Regions from separate parts of the Mus musculus genome. Here all the other regions are linked to region 1. Evidence: chromatin contacts called from public HiChIP or PLAC-seq data. All regions are on one chromosome and are shown on one strand. The core of a region is the stretch at or near the end of the contact, and the rest is flanking DNA. Distances in the headings are between cores, read along the strand shown. Region 1 has its middle 7.0 kb from the start of Gm31496. Region 2 overlaps Itih2 (inter-alpha trypsin inhibitor, heavy chain 2). Region 3 has its middle 8.3 kb from the start of Itih2. Region 4 holds the start of Kin (Kin17 DNA and RNA binding protein).

Evidence for each region. HiChIP or PLAC-seq counts read pairs in DNA pulled down with a chosen protein or histone mark.
Region 2: a contact with region 1 is called in an H3K27ac HiChIP or PLAC-seq map of trophoblast stem cells, with 6 times the contacts expected there. The contact joins two enhancer-like sites. A contact is called at or near these places in 1 of 39 promoter capture datasets (embryonic stem cells), 5 of 15 datasets of contacts at CTCF or cohesin (CD8 T cells, the NIH/3T3 cell line, embryonic stem cells and 1 more), 130 of 484 Hi-C or Micro-C datasets (the 63-12 cell line, 8-cell embryo, B cells and 81 more), 22 of 115 datasets of contacts at active chromatin or transcription factors (the 230-238 cell line, CD8 T cells, the NIH/3T3 cell line and 14 more) and 4 of 9 other capture datasets (adipose tissue, embryonic stem cells, macrophages and 1 more).
Region 3: an H3K27ac HiChIP or PLAC-seq map of trophoblast stem cells shows a contact between it and region 1, with 4 times the contacts expected there. The contact joins two enhancer-like sites. A contact is called at or near these places in 18 of 39 promoter capture datasets (the 3T3-L1 cell line, 3T3-L1-derived adipocytes, the C10 cell line and 12 more), 3 of 15 datasets of contacts at CTCF or cohesin (CD8 T cells, the NIH/3T3 cell line and large pre-B cells), 40 of 484 Hi-C or Micro-C datasets (CD4 T cells, CD8 T cells, the CH12 cell line and 25 more), 8 of 115 datasets of contacts at active chromatin or transcription factors (PVALB interneurons, bone marrow-derived dendritic cells, craniofacial prominence and 5 more) and 4 of 9 other capture datasets (adipose tissue, embryonic stem cells, liver and 1 more).
Region 4: an H3K4me3 HiChIP or PLAC-seq map of embryonic stem cells shows a contact between it and region 1, with 33 read pairs. The contact joins the promoter of Kin here to the enhancer-like site in region 1. A contact is called at or near these places in 12 of 39 promoter capture datasets (3T3-L1-derived adipocytes, cranial neural crest, embryonic stem cells and 5 more), 38 of 484 Hi-C or Micro-C datasets (CD4 single positive thymocytes, CD8 T cells, the G1E-ER4 cell line and 29 more), 38 of 115 datasets of contacts at active chromatin or transcription factors (CD8 T cells, the NIH/3T3 cell line, the SCID.adh cell line and 24 more) and 2 of 9 other capture datasets (adipose tissue and liver).

The regions. Positions count from the first base shown.
Region 1 is chr2:10,299,147-10,301,951 of GRCm38.p6, reverse strand. No RefSeq gene overlaps it. Among named protein-coding and RNA genes, the nearest start is that of Gm31496, 7.0 kb to the left of the region's middle. Within about 2 kb of position 1,506, at least 63 of the 459 cell types and tissues checked have an H3K27ac peak or open chromatin away from gene starts, as enhancers often do. A contact at or near this core is called in cerebral cortex, craniofacial prominence, embryonic fibroblasts and 7 more, where this site is marked.
Region 2 is chr2:10,102,703-10,105,849 of GRCm38.p6, reverse strand. Itih2 (inter-alpha trypsin inhibitor, heavy chain 2) reads left to right here. Exons shown (of 21, transcript NM_010582.3): 13 at 45-230; 14 at 569-708; 15 at 2,896-3,065. Among named protein-coding and RNA genes, the nearest start is that of Kin, 24 kb to the right of the region's middle. Within about 2 kb of position 1,724, at least 1 of the 459 cell types and tissues checked has an H3K27ac peak or open chromatin away from gene starts, as enhancers often do. A contact at or near this core is called in trophoblast stem cells, where this site is marked.
Region 3 is chr2:10,137,541-10,140,483 of GRCm38.p6, reverse strand. No RefSeq gene overlaps it. Among named protein-coding and RNA genes, the nearest start is that of Itih2, 8.3 kb to the right of the region's middle. Within about 2 kb of position 1,468, at least 7 of the 459 cell types and tissues checked have an H3K27ac peak or open chromatin away from gene starts, as enhancers often do. A contact at or near this core is called in trophoblast stem cells, where this site is marked.
Region 4 is chr2:10,078,935-10,082,055 of GRCm38.p6, reverse strand. Kin (Kin17 DNA and RNA binding protein) reads right to left here and starts at 1,444. Exons shown (of 5, transcript NM_025280.2): 1 at 1,312-1,444. The coding sequence starts at 1,425. Atp5c1 (ATP synthase, H+ transporting, mitochondrial F1 complex, gamma polypeptide 1) reads left to right here and starts at 1,546. Exons shown (of 10, transcript NM_020615.4): 1 at 1,546-1,708. The coding sequence starts at 1,653.

The sequences.
Region 1 (2,805 bases), core at 257-2,756:
CTGTCCTAAGGGAGGCTCTGGTAATTTTCCTGCCAGACTCAGGGCTCCTGTGGTCAGCTTTTGTCTCTGTGTTACCTCTCCTCAAATTATCTCAGCAAGTTTTGCAGGAAGCCGTTGCATCACAATGAAGCCAGATTGTCCCCTCAAGCAAAACTGATGTCCCCAGAGCCAGCAGAACCCTGTAGAACCAGACCTGAGATAAGGATTAAGCAGAAAACAGCTTGGCCAAGACTTCTTCTCCATTATACTCTGGGTCCCTGCTTCTCCCCCCTCTTCAACAGCCATAGGTATTATCAAAAACCCAAGGAAAGGGCCACCCCTCTTGCCAGAAGGGCCGTCTGACTCATTCCTTTTTCTCCTTCTCCACCCCCCCCCCCCCACTCCACTGTGACCAAATAAGGTCAACTTCATCAGTACCTCAGAGTCAAGACTCCTGCCTAGGAACCAGCAAAACAGGAATGTGGACTAAAGAATGTTCGAGTTAGTTTTCTCTGGATACAGCCGTCCTTACAGCCTAGAAAAATGACAAGTTAATGGAAAGACATTTTCTTCTGTAGTTAAAAAGACAATAAAAATTAAATAAATAATTAAAAAAAGAGAAAGTCTAGAAAAATTCATGTGAGAATTGGCCACAGGAAATTTAACATGCTTTAATAGATATATTGATTTAGGTTTTACATTTTAATATTTTCATGTTCATAATGCCCGTTAATCTTGTCAACTTGTTGGAATTTAGAGTCATGTGGACACAAACCTAAGCGTATGCCGGGAGGAATTTTCTAGACTAGGGAGATTGAGACGGAGAAGACACACCCCAACATTGCTTAAACTGGGCTCTTAGAGCAAAAAAAGGCAAAAGACAGCAGCATTGTCTCTCCTGAGTCCCCACTGTGGACACCACGTGACCAGCTGCCGCGTGCTCCTGCGCCATCACCTCCCTGGGACAGCGCCCTGGAGCTGAGAGCTGGGAGAAGCCCGCCCTTCCTTAACTAGAGCCATGTGACCAGCTGCTGTGCTGATGCGCCATAAGCTCCGTAAACTCCCAGGGACCGGTGCCCTAGAGCTGGGAGCTGGGGGCTGGGAGCTGAGAGAAGCCTTTCCTTGAGCCAGCCAGCCAGCCAGCCTGTCTGCCTGCCTTAGCTATTGTCACAGCAGCAAGGAAAGTGACCAGTGCAGTACTCTAAACTTGAGTTTTAAAATGGTTTGGAAACGGAACTGTGAAGAAATTAGTAATAATGACACTGAACTAAAACTAAAATCATATTTTTCCCTCTTCTCACTTCACATTTTACAAATTGGATCACAGAATATTAAGTAAAAGAGGAAATCTTGTAATTCCATTATTCCATTAAATAGACTGAAACAAAATTAAAATGGATAATTTAATTTTCATTTGTTTTCATCTAATCCCGATCAGACCCATAAAATATTTTACACTCATAATCGCCATCAGAATTTTGAGTTGTTTTTCCCTGTGTTTCATTTATGAGAACTAGCCACGAGGGGGCGTTGTGGGCAGCCACGTGCACTGCCTTGACCCTCTTGCTACAGGAAGAGAAGCTGAGATACTTGCAAGCAGTGTTTTCTACAGCAGACTAAAGAGATCTTCCCTAATTTTTCTGTTCTCCTTCGTGCCATGTTCTTACACAGTACCTGGCCGACAGGAAGAACAGATGTGAACACTTGTTGACAATACCTGAGTCAAAATCAAAGCTGAGCTTATATGTCGTCATCTATCTGGTCCGTTTGTTAGCCAAGTGCCTGCCTGATCATATCTACCCAAACCAGGTATGAGTAAAATGTGGCTAAGAATTCTGCTAACTGAGCCACATCTCCAGCCTGACGATTGCTTTCTATGCAGTCATGATTTATCAATCCGCAGAACAACCAGAATTAAAGACATCAACACCAAGTGTTATCCTAACAGATTCCACTCGTCGACTGACCAATATTTCATGAACTTCATACAGAAAACTAGCATGGACTGTATTGTCAGTATCTATTTAAAGATATTCCTGTTATAAAGATGTATCAGAACTTATACAAGGTCAAACAACAAAAGCGCCTACTTTAGCCATTCAGAAGAGGCCTGCTCGATAATTTCTTAAATGTGCTTTTACTATGCCTATGTCGTTGTCCCACTCAGCATTGTCCGTTGGGTGTTAAGCACATCACTACACTATTCAACAGGGGCCCAGCTCTGTGTAATGGCTTGTTTCCCATGCACTGATAAATGTATTGCTTTTTAACAACATGTTGTTGTGGCCTTAGAGAGTTCCAGCTTCAACAATGTACATTGTGTTTATCCCCCGTCCCCCCATGTAGACAGCAGGAATGGGATCAATAAAGGAAAAGCATAATGGCTTTCCCTGCTTTATTTTAGTAGGTTATCTGATACTGTTTGCTGTTTTAGTCTTAGTCAATATTGGTGTCTCTGGGGGAGGTGGTGGGGACAGTGACTCTCCCCTCAACTCATTTCCTTTCAATGTTAAGCATAAAGCCAGTCAAGACAAAGGACACGAGGCGCTGGGGATTTAAAAGCAGTCCTTGAACCAATGACAGCTCAACCTAGTTTCTGTCACAGTGATGCTCTTTGCCCTTCCTGGGACTATGCTTGACTCTGTCCCACAAGCGTGTGGCCCCGAGGGTGAGGAAAGCAGGGTCAGTTTCTACAGAGGGCAACATGGCCACATCCCTTAGCTGAGGCTTTGCAGTGTCTCACGAACAGCTCAGGAACAGGTTTGAAAGGTCGGGACAGCAAAGTCTGCTGTAGTAGCAAACATACAAAGCAGAGGGGCTTCTTGG
Region 2 (3,147 bases), core at 475-2,974, 200 kb after region 1:
TGTTTGTGTTGGTTTTTTTTTTTTTCCTTTCCTATGACTTCTAGAAATTTTACAACCAGGTCTCTACTCCACTGCTCAGAAATGTTCAGTTTAACTACCCGCAGGCATCAGTAACAGATGTCACCCAAAACAATTTCCACAACTACTTCGGAGGTTCTGAGATCGTGGTGGCAGGGAAATTTGATCCCAGCAAACTGACAGAAGTCCAGAGCATCATCACGGCAACTTCGGTACTTTTGCTTCGCTGCTTATTCTAGAAATACTAACTGGTCCCCTGGTGCACTCCGTCTCTGTGTTAACAAGCTAACATTCTGCTTCCCCCAGCACTTGCGTAGAACAGAAGCAAGAGTTCAAAAAGAAGGCGTGGTGCATCTCTGCCATCTTTTCAACCATTCTCTAAGAACCTCATTTTTTTCACCCAAACCCAAGCCCAGTCTCTGGAGTTTGTGCACTAAGCCTATCCAGTCAAGGCTCTCTTCCTTGTATAACCCCCAAGTGCATTTACAGCAGATGAGTTGACTGTAATTCTGATCCTGGATGTTCTTTAACTGATGCTCCCATTGTCCAGGCTAACACAGAATTGGTCTTGGAAACCCTGAGCCAGATGGATGACTTGGAGGAGTTTCTGTCAAAGGACAAGCATGCAGACCCTGACTTCACCAAGAAGCTGTGGGCCTATCTCACCATCAACCAACTACTAGCAGAGAGGTAAGGCAAGACGAGCGTACACCATGAAAATTTATAAACATGAAATGTCTATCTACAATATTTGAGGTCAGGGATGGGGATGTAGCTTAGCATGAAAGCCTTTGCCTAGAACATACAAGACTCTGGGTACAATTCCCATACTTCCAACCAAACAGCAAATGGGACATTTGAAATCATGAACAAGGAGTATTTGGAACCAAGAAAGGTATCAAATTAATGGAGGGATTGGATTATTACTGACTTGTTCACAGCACTCTAATGAAAGCTGAGTTATTTCTTCTTCTCTTTTCTCCTTCCTCCTCCTCCTCTTCCTCCTCCTCCTCTTCCTCCTCCTCCTCCTCCTCCTCCTCCTCCTCCTCCTCCTCCTCCTCCTCCTCCTTGTCCTTGTTTTTTGATTAAAATGGAACGAGGAGCCTGAAGACACAACTCAGCAACTGTCTGCTCTTCCAGAGGACTGGGTGCAACTCTCAGCACCCACGTGGCACCTCTAACTTCAGTTCAGGGAATGTAGTGCCATCGTCTGGTATCTGTGGGCACTGCACATGTGTGGTACACAGAAACATACATGCAGACAAAACGCCTGTATACATTTTTAAAAAGTTAAAATGTTTAAAATTTAAATGCAACATATGTGAGACGTTGGGAGTGCATGGATTTGAAGTATGTGGTTTATATACATGTATGTATACACATATACATTGAAGATATCTATATCTGTCTGTATATGTATACCTATACTTGTATCTATCCTCTCTATCTCTATACCACCTGTATCTATGACCATTCTGCTATAAATGCTAGAACTACTGAAGGTCGCCTTGCTCTCCTTTACTGCATCCAGAGGAAGCCACTGCTTTTGCCTCGTATCATCATTGATTGGTTTTGTCTGTTGCTAAAACCATACACAGCCATACAACCCCTTTCTGACTTTCACTCAGCCGGATGACTGTTAGGTTCAGCCATGTTGCTGTGCATGTCAATAGTCCATTTGCATTTGACTGTGTGGCTACAATGCCCCCAAGGAACGGCTCTTTGATACTTAGGCCATCACTGGCTTCTCAGCTGAGCTGCATTTCAAAGCCCTAACATCACATCCTGTTATTAAAAAAACACTTGCACCAGAGCCTCATGGGGATAGTTGATAAAACTCATTGCAAAGCTCTCACCCGACCTGCTGGGTAGGATCCTCAGGAAGATGGACCAAGGTCACTGAACTAGATTATAAGGACGATCATATAACGGAACTCCCAGAGAAGATTCCTGATGTCATTAAGGTTCTATTTAAAAAATACACGTAGCTATAAGCTGTGGTTTTGAAGCAAGAAAGAAATAATCCTGTCCCTTGGACAGAAGTACATTGGCTCTACTCAAAAGCATAAAGAAGTTGCTCTGGACATTAAATATTGGTTTGTAAAGCCCTGTAGGAAGATCAGTGGTTTCTAGGATTTCAGGGAATGTGTAGAATGGAACATTTCTGCAACGATAGGTCTGTCGTATCTACTCACGAGATATACACGCAAATGCCAGTGTAAGCCACTTACCTGTATGTCAATACACCTGTATATGCTTCACCTGTGGTCACACATGCACACAAGAACATCTGTACAAGACATCTGTAATCCAGGAGGCTACGGGTCGGTAGGGTACGTGGAGACACTCTCAGTACCTTTCACTCAATTTCACCATGAACCTAAAACTATTCTGAAAGATAAAGTCTTTAAAACTGATCCCTTGGGGGCAGTGAGGTGGCTCAGCAGATGAACCTGCTTGTGGCAAGGCGTGTCCACCTGAGTCTGTTCTTGAGCTCCTACACCATGGCAGGAGCGAAGCAACCCACACAAGTTGTTCTCTGACTTTCACACAGGCATTAGGGCACATGTGTGCATTCACACACACACACACACACACACACAGAGGCGTGCATGCACTCACGCACATATATATATACATGCATACAGACATGCATACATAAAGCAAGAAAACACCATTTCAAAAACTAGAGACCACATGGCTGGATAAACTACTGAGGCTCATGAAACCAGTTGGTTCTGTTTCTCTCTTGTCTTAGGCATCCCCACTCTGTGCTCAGGTGTTGGGTGACTATCAGAAGGGGGAGTAAAGAGGTTTGGGGCCCAAGTTCACCCTGGTATATGGTGATGTTCTTCAATATCTACCCTCTGAATGCAGAAGTCTGGCTCCTACTGCTGCCATCAAAAGGAAAATCACCAAAACAATCCTGCAGATGTCTCTAGACCATCACATCGTGACTCCGCTTACTGCCATGGTGATAGAGAATGATGCTGGAGATGAACGCATGCTGGCTGACTCCCCGCCACAGGACCACTCCTGCTGCTCAGGTCAGTACTTGGGTCCTTATGGGGCAACAAGATGGAGTGGCCTTCTTGTCTTGTGTTGATGTCCCATCTCCCATCCACTTTT
Region 3 (2,943 bases), core at 219-2,718, 160 kb after region 1:
TGTGTGTTCAGATTATATGCTCAGGATATAGTTTTAAAATCTTTGTTCCACCAGCCTTCAATGTCCTCCTTGGGAACACTGTCCATTTCCTTGGAGACAGTCTGCTGTTGGCCCAGAGCTCATCGATTACACTAGACTCTCTGGACATGGAGTTCCAGAGACATTCCTGCCTCTCCTTTCCCAGCACTGTTATTATAAGAACCAGTTCATTGTGCTTACAAGGCGAATAGTTTACCAACTGAGCTATCTCTCAAGCCGTCATTCTATTCTCCTGGTTAGACTTCTTGAAACAACTGGCCCTATAGTTAACCAGATGAAAATTCATTGCATTTTCTCTTATATCACCCATAAGAAACATTTTTAAATTAAATCTGTACTATGACAAACCTGTGTCTTTATCTTAAAAACATCATAGTAAAGTGATATAAAATTACTTCAATGTAATGTCAAGCACTAGTTATTTGGGCAGCAAATCTCCCCGTATTATTTGTAAGTTCCATAGTCAGGAGGATTTGTCTATGATGTAACAGCAGAGTTTATGAGTTATGTGTGACAACTCATAAATTTGTCTATTGACAAATTACTTTGCCTCTGAGGGCCTGACCAAAAAGAGGCCACAGCTCTGGCTTCAGTGTAACCCCAACTGCAATTCCCTCTGAAAATCTTTGATTCCTCTCCTTCTTCACCCTTAAGCACATCTTGAAAGAACTCTCTTGCTTGGCTTGCTTTCCTAGATCCCCTTCTGTCTTCTTCCTGAACTTGGGGCCCAGACTGTCCTCTTCTCCCTTCTTTGCTCTACTGACCATGATTAAATAGTTTGTGTGTATGTTTACTTGGTTTTAGTACCAAGAATGAGACACAGGGCCTGCAGTATGCTAGGCAGCATTCTGCTACTAAGCTGTACCTTCCACCCTATAGTCGGAGTCTAGAACATCAGACAAAGACCTGTGGGTTGAATTTTTTGGCATGATTTGGAGGAGGTGGAATGTTTATAGGAGTGTTTTGAGGGGAGGAGTTTAGGTCATTGTATGTATTGGTTACTCACTTCTGAAACATAGGATGTGACAAAGAGACTTAGCAGAGGAAAGACTTACCTGGCTCACAGTTTGAAGGGAACACAGTTCATCATGGTAGAGAAGGCTTAGCAGCAGAAAGGAGATGCAGCTGTTCACATTGCTTCTATAGACACAAAGCAGAGAGAGACGAATGCTGAATACACGCCTGCTTTCTGCTTTATCCTCAGTCAGAGACTCCAGTCCGTGGAATAGCATTGCCCTCATTCAAGGTGGATCTTCCCACCCCACTTAACCTCTATAGAAATGCCCTCATAAACAAATCTAGAATTTTGTCTTCTAAATTCCCTCAAGTTAACAATAAAGATTAATCATCAGGTTGCAATGCCTTTGAAAGGTATGCAGTGACATTGCCCTACCCCCATCTTCTGGCTGACAGTACCATTTTCCTTTGCCTCAGGCTCCCACCAAGACACATTGCCTCGCCATGAGTCAAAGAACAATGGAGCCAATCAACCATGGATCCAAATCTCTGAAACTGTAAGACAAGGTAAAGCTTTTCCCCTGAAGAATCATCACTATTTTTTTACAATGATAGAAACAAAAACAACCCCATACTGATCCTTTTTGCCCCGTGAGCTTCCAGCTTCATCTCCACTCCATATCAAGTGAGCCTCAGGCAAATTACACATACACACACACACACACACACACACACACACACACACACACACACACACAAATGCTCACACACCCACCTTGAATTCTTTCTTTTTTGAGTCACCAAGCATCTTTAGATTGTTTCTTATATATTTTTTCAAAGAAGACTCAAGCTCGCCAACTTGTTGTAATTTATAGACCCCAAGTTCTTTTTGAATATTGCGATGATCTAATAGTTATAAGTTAGAATCTCTTTCTACTCAGAACTTTCAGTAGAGCAGAGGAATTGGTCTGAGAAATGAATCATTAAATTCCTTTAGCACAGCCTTGCTGGCTCTGTCTTTCTTTGGGTTTATATCCCCATTGCACGCTTTACTCTTTTCAGTTTGATGTTGTATTGCAAGGAAACAAGCCAAATAAACTGTTGACTGACATTAAGCCATCTTTGCTGGGTTGCCCATCTCTTTATTTCTCTTAATTCTATCCTGTATGCTTCAAACACAGTTTGTATGTGGTCCTATGTACAGAGGCCCGAGGTCGAGCTTCCTCCCATTATTCTCTGCTCACTTGCTGTGAGATTAAAGCTCACTGAGTTGGCTAAGCTAGCTGGACAATGGGTTTCAGGAATCTGCCTGTTCTGTCCCCAGTTCTAGGATTACAGGAGCCTGCACAGCCACTTTCTGCCTTTTCTGTGGGTTCTGAGCTCTGACTCCGGTTCACATGCTTGCCCAGTAGTACTTATTGTTAGTAATTATTATGTTTCCTTGTGACATGTCATATATGCATATCCTTATACTTTATTCATATTTACTCTTGCCCCCTCCCCATCAACCTCCCTCCTATTCACTTGACTCTCTCCTCCCTCCCCAAATGGTCTCCCCTTTGGCTATTCATTTTATTTATATTTATCTTGAGATTATAACACAACTATAATTTTACTTCCCCATTCTCCCTCCAAACCCTCCCATATACCCCTTCCCACTCCTTCAAATCCATGGCTTCTTTTTTCATTAGTTGTTACTGTGTGATGTGTGTGCACATATGTGTGTGCACATATATGTGCATGTTCCTAACTATAACCTGCTCAGTCCTACAACGTTGCTTTTATGTATGTTTTTAGGGCTGTCCATTTGGTACTGGACACCCAGTTGCTGTGCTCTTCTCTGAGGAAGGCCACCTCTCTTCCTCCCAGCTCTCCTTTAAGCATCCCTCAGCTGCCTATAGTTCTCAGAGTTGAAGCCTCATGCACTTTTCCCTGTAGAATTTGTCA
Region 4 (3,121 bases), core at 195-2,694, 220 kb after region 1:
AATGGCGTTGCACACCTTTAGTCCCAGCACTAAAAAGGCAGAGACAGATATCTATGAGTTCAAAACCAGCCTGGGCCTGGTTCACTGAGCAAGTTCCAGGACAGCCAGGGCCACACAGAGAAACCCTGTCTTAGAAAAACAATAACATGCACAGAGTTTTGCAATCCAGTCAGTGGCAGTGGGACTGGGTTCAGTCTGTGATGACTTACTAAGAAGGTGGCATAAGGTCAGTAAGATGGCTCAGTGGCTAAAGGCGCTTGGTGCCAGATGTGACAACATGACTTCAATCCCAGGACCCTCAAGCTGGAAGGAAATAACCATTTACATGTGGCCCTTTGATCTCCGTATGGATGTATCTGTTTGGTGCAGCATGCACACATGCATAAACACATACACCAAAATAAGATAACAGAAATATGACGCAGTGCATGAGGGCTCAGTGGTAGAGCATTTGCCAGGCATACATAAGACATTAAACAAAACTTGTAGCACTGCTTAATAAACAACCTCTCTGGTCCCCATCGCCACCACAAGACTACCAAGAAAGTATTAATATAAAGTAGGGTGGTGTATATCTCTGATATCAACCAGCACTTGGGAAGCAGAGGCAGGTCTATCTCGTTTTTTGGCCAGCCTGGTGAGGTCCAGACCAGCCAAAGTTACATACTGAGATACTGTCTCTAAAACAAAAATATGTATCAGATAATGTACAAGAATTTTTATTAGTTCTGTTATATTGGTGGCATTTTGGCATTAATTGAAAAGATAATACGATTACTTGTTATGTTGATTACACAATTAAGTCTTCAAGGGTGAAGGTATACTGATATTCATATATTTATATAATTTACTATATGATGTAAGCAAATATGGAAAAACACTTAGCGGTCACTCCTAGGTGCGATGGACTGCACGCCTGTACCTTTGGGAACCCACATACTGAAACTATAGGATAGCAGTAGCAAGTCGGGAATGAAGCATTTATGTCATGGAGAGTTCTTCTCTCCATGAAAAAACTCGGCGACAATCTTGCCGGTGGGTACAACTATTACCTCTACTTTACCAGTAGTGGCCAAGCCCATGTCACTATTAAGCGGAGCAACTTGAGTTCCTCGTCTTGACCGACCGACCCCACCAGGGAAGTCTAAATGTAAAACCTCAGTGCTCAGCCTAGCGATTGTAAGCGATCAGTGAGTGCTTGTCTGCGACCACTTCTCGTGGAGCTGGAGGGCTTCGCGCCGAGCTGGGGAAGACTGCGCCGGAGAGGGCTCCAAGCCGAGGGAGGGGTCGCGGCCAGCCTGAGTCACTTACCTCGTCGCGGCATTGCTTTTGGCACATCTGGCAGTACCAGCGAAGCTTCTGGAGCCCTTTGGACTTAATTCTATTGGCGATGGCCTTGGGGCTCAGAAAATCCGACTTGCCCATGGCGACCCTGAGCGCTACAACTACAAAGCGGTCGGAAGCGGAACTGGCTCAGCGCGGGGACAGGCGGGACCGAAATTGACAGCAGGAAATGGGTGGGGCCAGGGAACTCGCGGCTTCGGCGCTCACGAGATTTAGCGAGACCGAGGACGCAGGCGGAGCGGGCCGGGGCGCCTGAGCTCCCGCGCACGCGCACTGAGTCCCGTCTGCCCGACCTTCAAGGCTCCACCATGTTCTCGCGGGCGAGCGTTGTCGGGCTGTCGGCCTGCGCCGTGCAGCCGCAATGGTAGGACCACATCGGGAGGGATGCGGGGGCTCGGGCTTGCTGCGAGGCAGGAGGGATGGAGCTGCATGCTCACTCCTGGCGGAAGAAGGCCCCAGCTCAGGCCGCGGGGATGTCTGCAGAGCTGGAAGGTTGCGTGCCGGACCCCTGGTAGGGGTCAAAGAGAACAAGGTCACGGTCTGATCCCCTGAGACTGGAACGGCCATCCGGGACCTCGGGACCCGGACGGGATTCGGGTTGAGCTTTGGAGCCATCTGGGTTTCGATCAACTCCGTACTTCCGCTCCGTACCCGGGAGCACAGCTTGCAAAGTCTTTAGAAAGGCCCTGAAGGTGAAGGGGCGACCGGGGAACGTTTGGTTGTAACTTTTGGCTTTGAAGCCCTGTGAAACACTGCACGGGGGAGCAGCGTGACCCTTTAAGGTGTGATGGCTTGCTTGAGCTCTTTGGTAAGGCATTCACTGTGTAGCCATCCGACTCTTTGCTGGGTACTGGAGAAACGAAGGAACTCAAAATCAGCCCCCGCCTGAACCTGCTGGTCGCCTTGGTGCTAAAGGGGTTTAAAAAAATCTGCCGATGAGGAAGAGAAAGACATTGCCATTGTCATCATGCCCTCGTGTTGAAGTACAATCTCTGCAAGGTCATAAAACTGTCCCAAGGTCCCTCGGTAGGAGGAGGAGGCCTTAATACAGTTACATTTGTTAGCCTCCATTTGATAAAGGGATACCATAAGGTTGGGCGACTTTAAATACTAATCCTCTGTGCAAAATAAAATAGTTGTATATTAGAATGCCCAGGGAAGGTCAGGTAAAACGTGACTTATGGGTGACGTTGTATAATAACATGAACTACTTTGAAGCTAGACTGCTAGAAGAACTGGTGCTAAGGAGATTGTTAACTGTGGACAGTGTTTTAGTGGTTCCTTGTTTTTATGGTACAGAGGATTATTAAGGCGCTCCAGCACTGAACTAGGGTTTTGTAACCTAGGTTAGAGAACTGCCAAGAACTAGTTGAAATAGTTCTTTCATTAAGCAAAGAATTTGTAGCAATATGCTAAGACTCCAAAGTAGTGAGGCAATTAAATACGATAGATATGAACTATGTATTGGAAGAATGTTGGTGGTGCACACCTTTGATCTCAGCAACTCAGGATGCAGAGGCAGGTGGGTGTCTGAGTTCTGGGCCAGCCTAGTCTGCAAAAGGAGTTCCAGAGAATGTGTGTGTGTGTGTGTGTGTGTGTGTGTGTGTGTGTTCGTTCAGATGTTGTTAGATTAACCTTGGAAGTCAGCTTGAGTTACTTATATGGAGGTCAATAACAGTTGCATTCTCAGTTGTGTCTCCTTCAGCCAGTAGATATTTGTGGAGTGCCTGCCCTGCACCAGTTGGCACTTCTTAGGTGATAAGATGTGAAGGGTCTT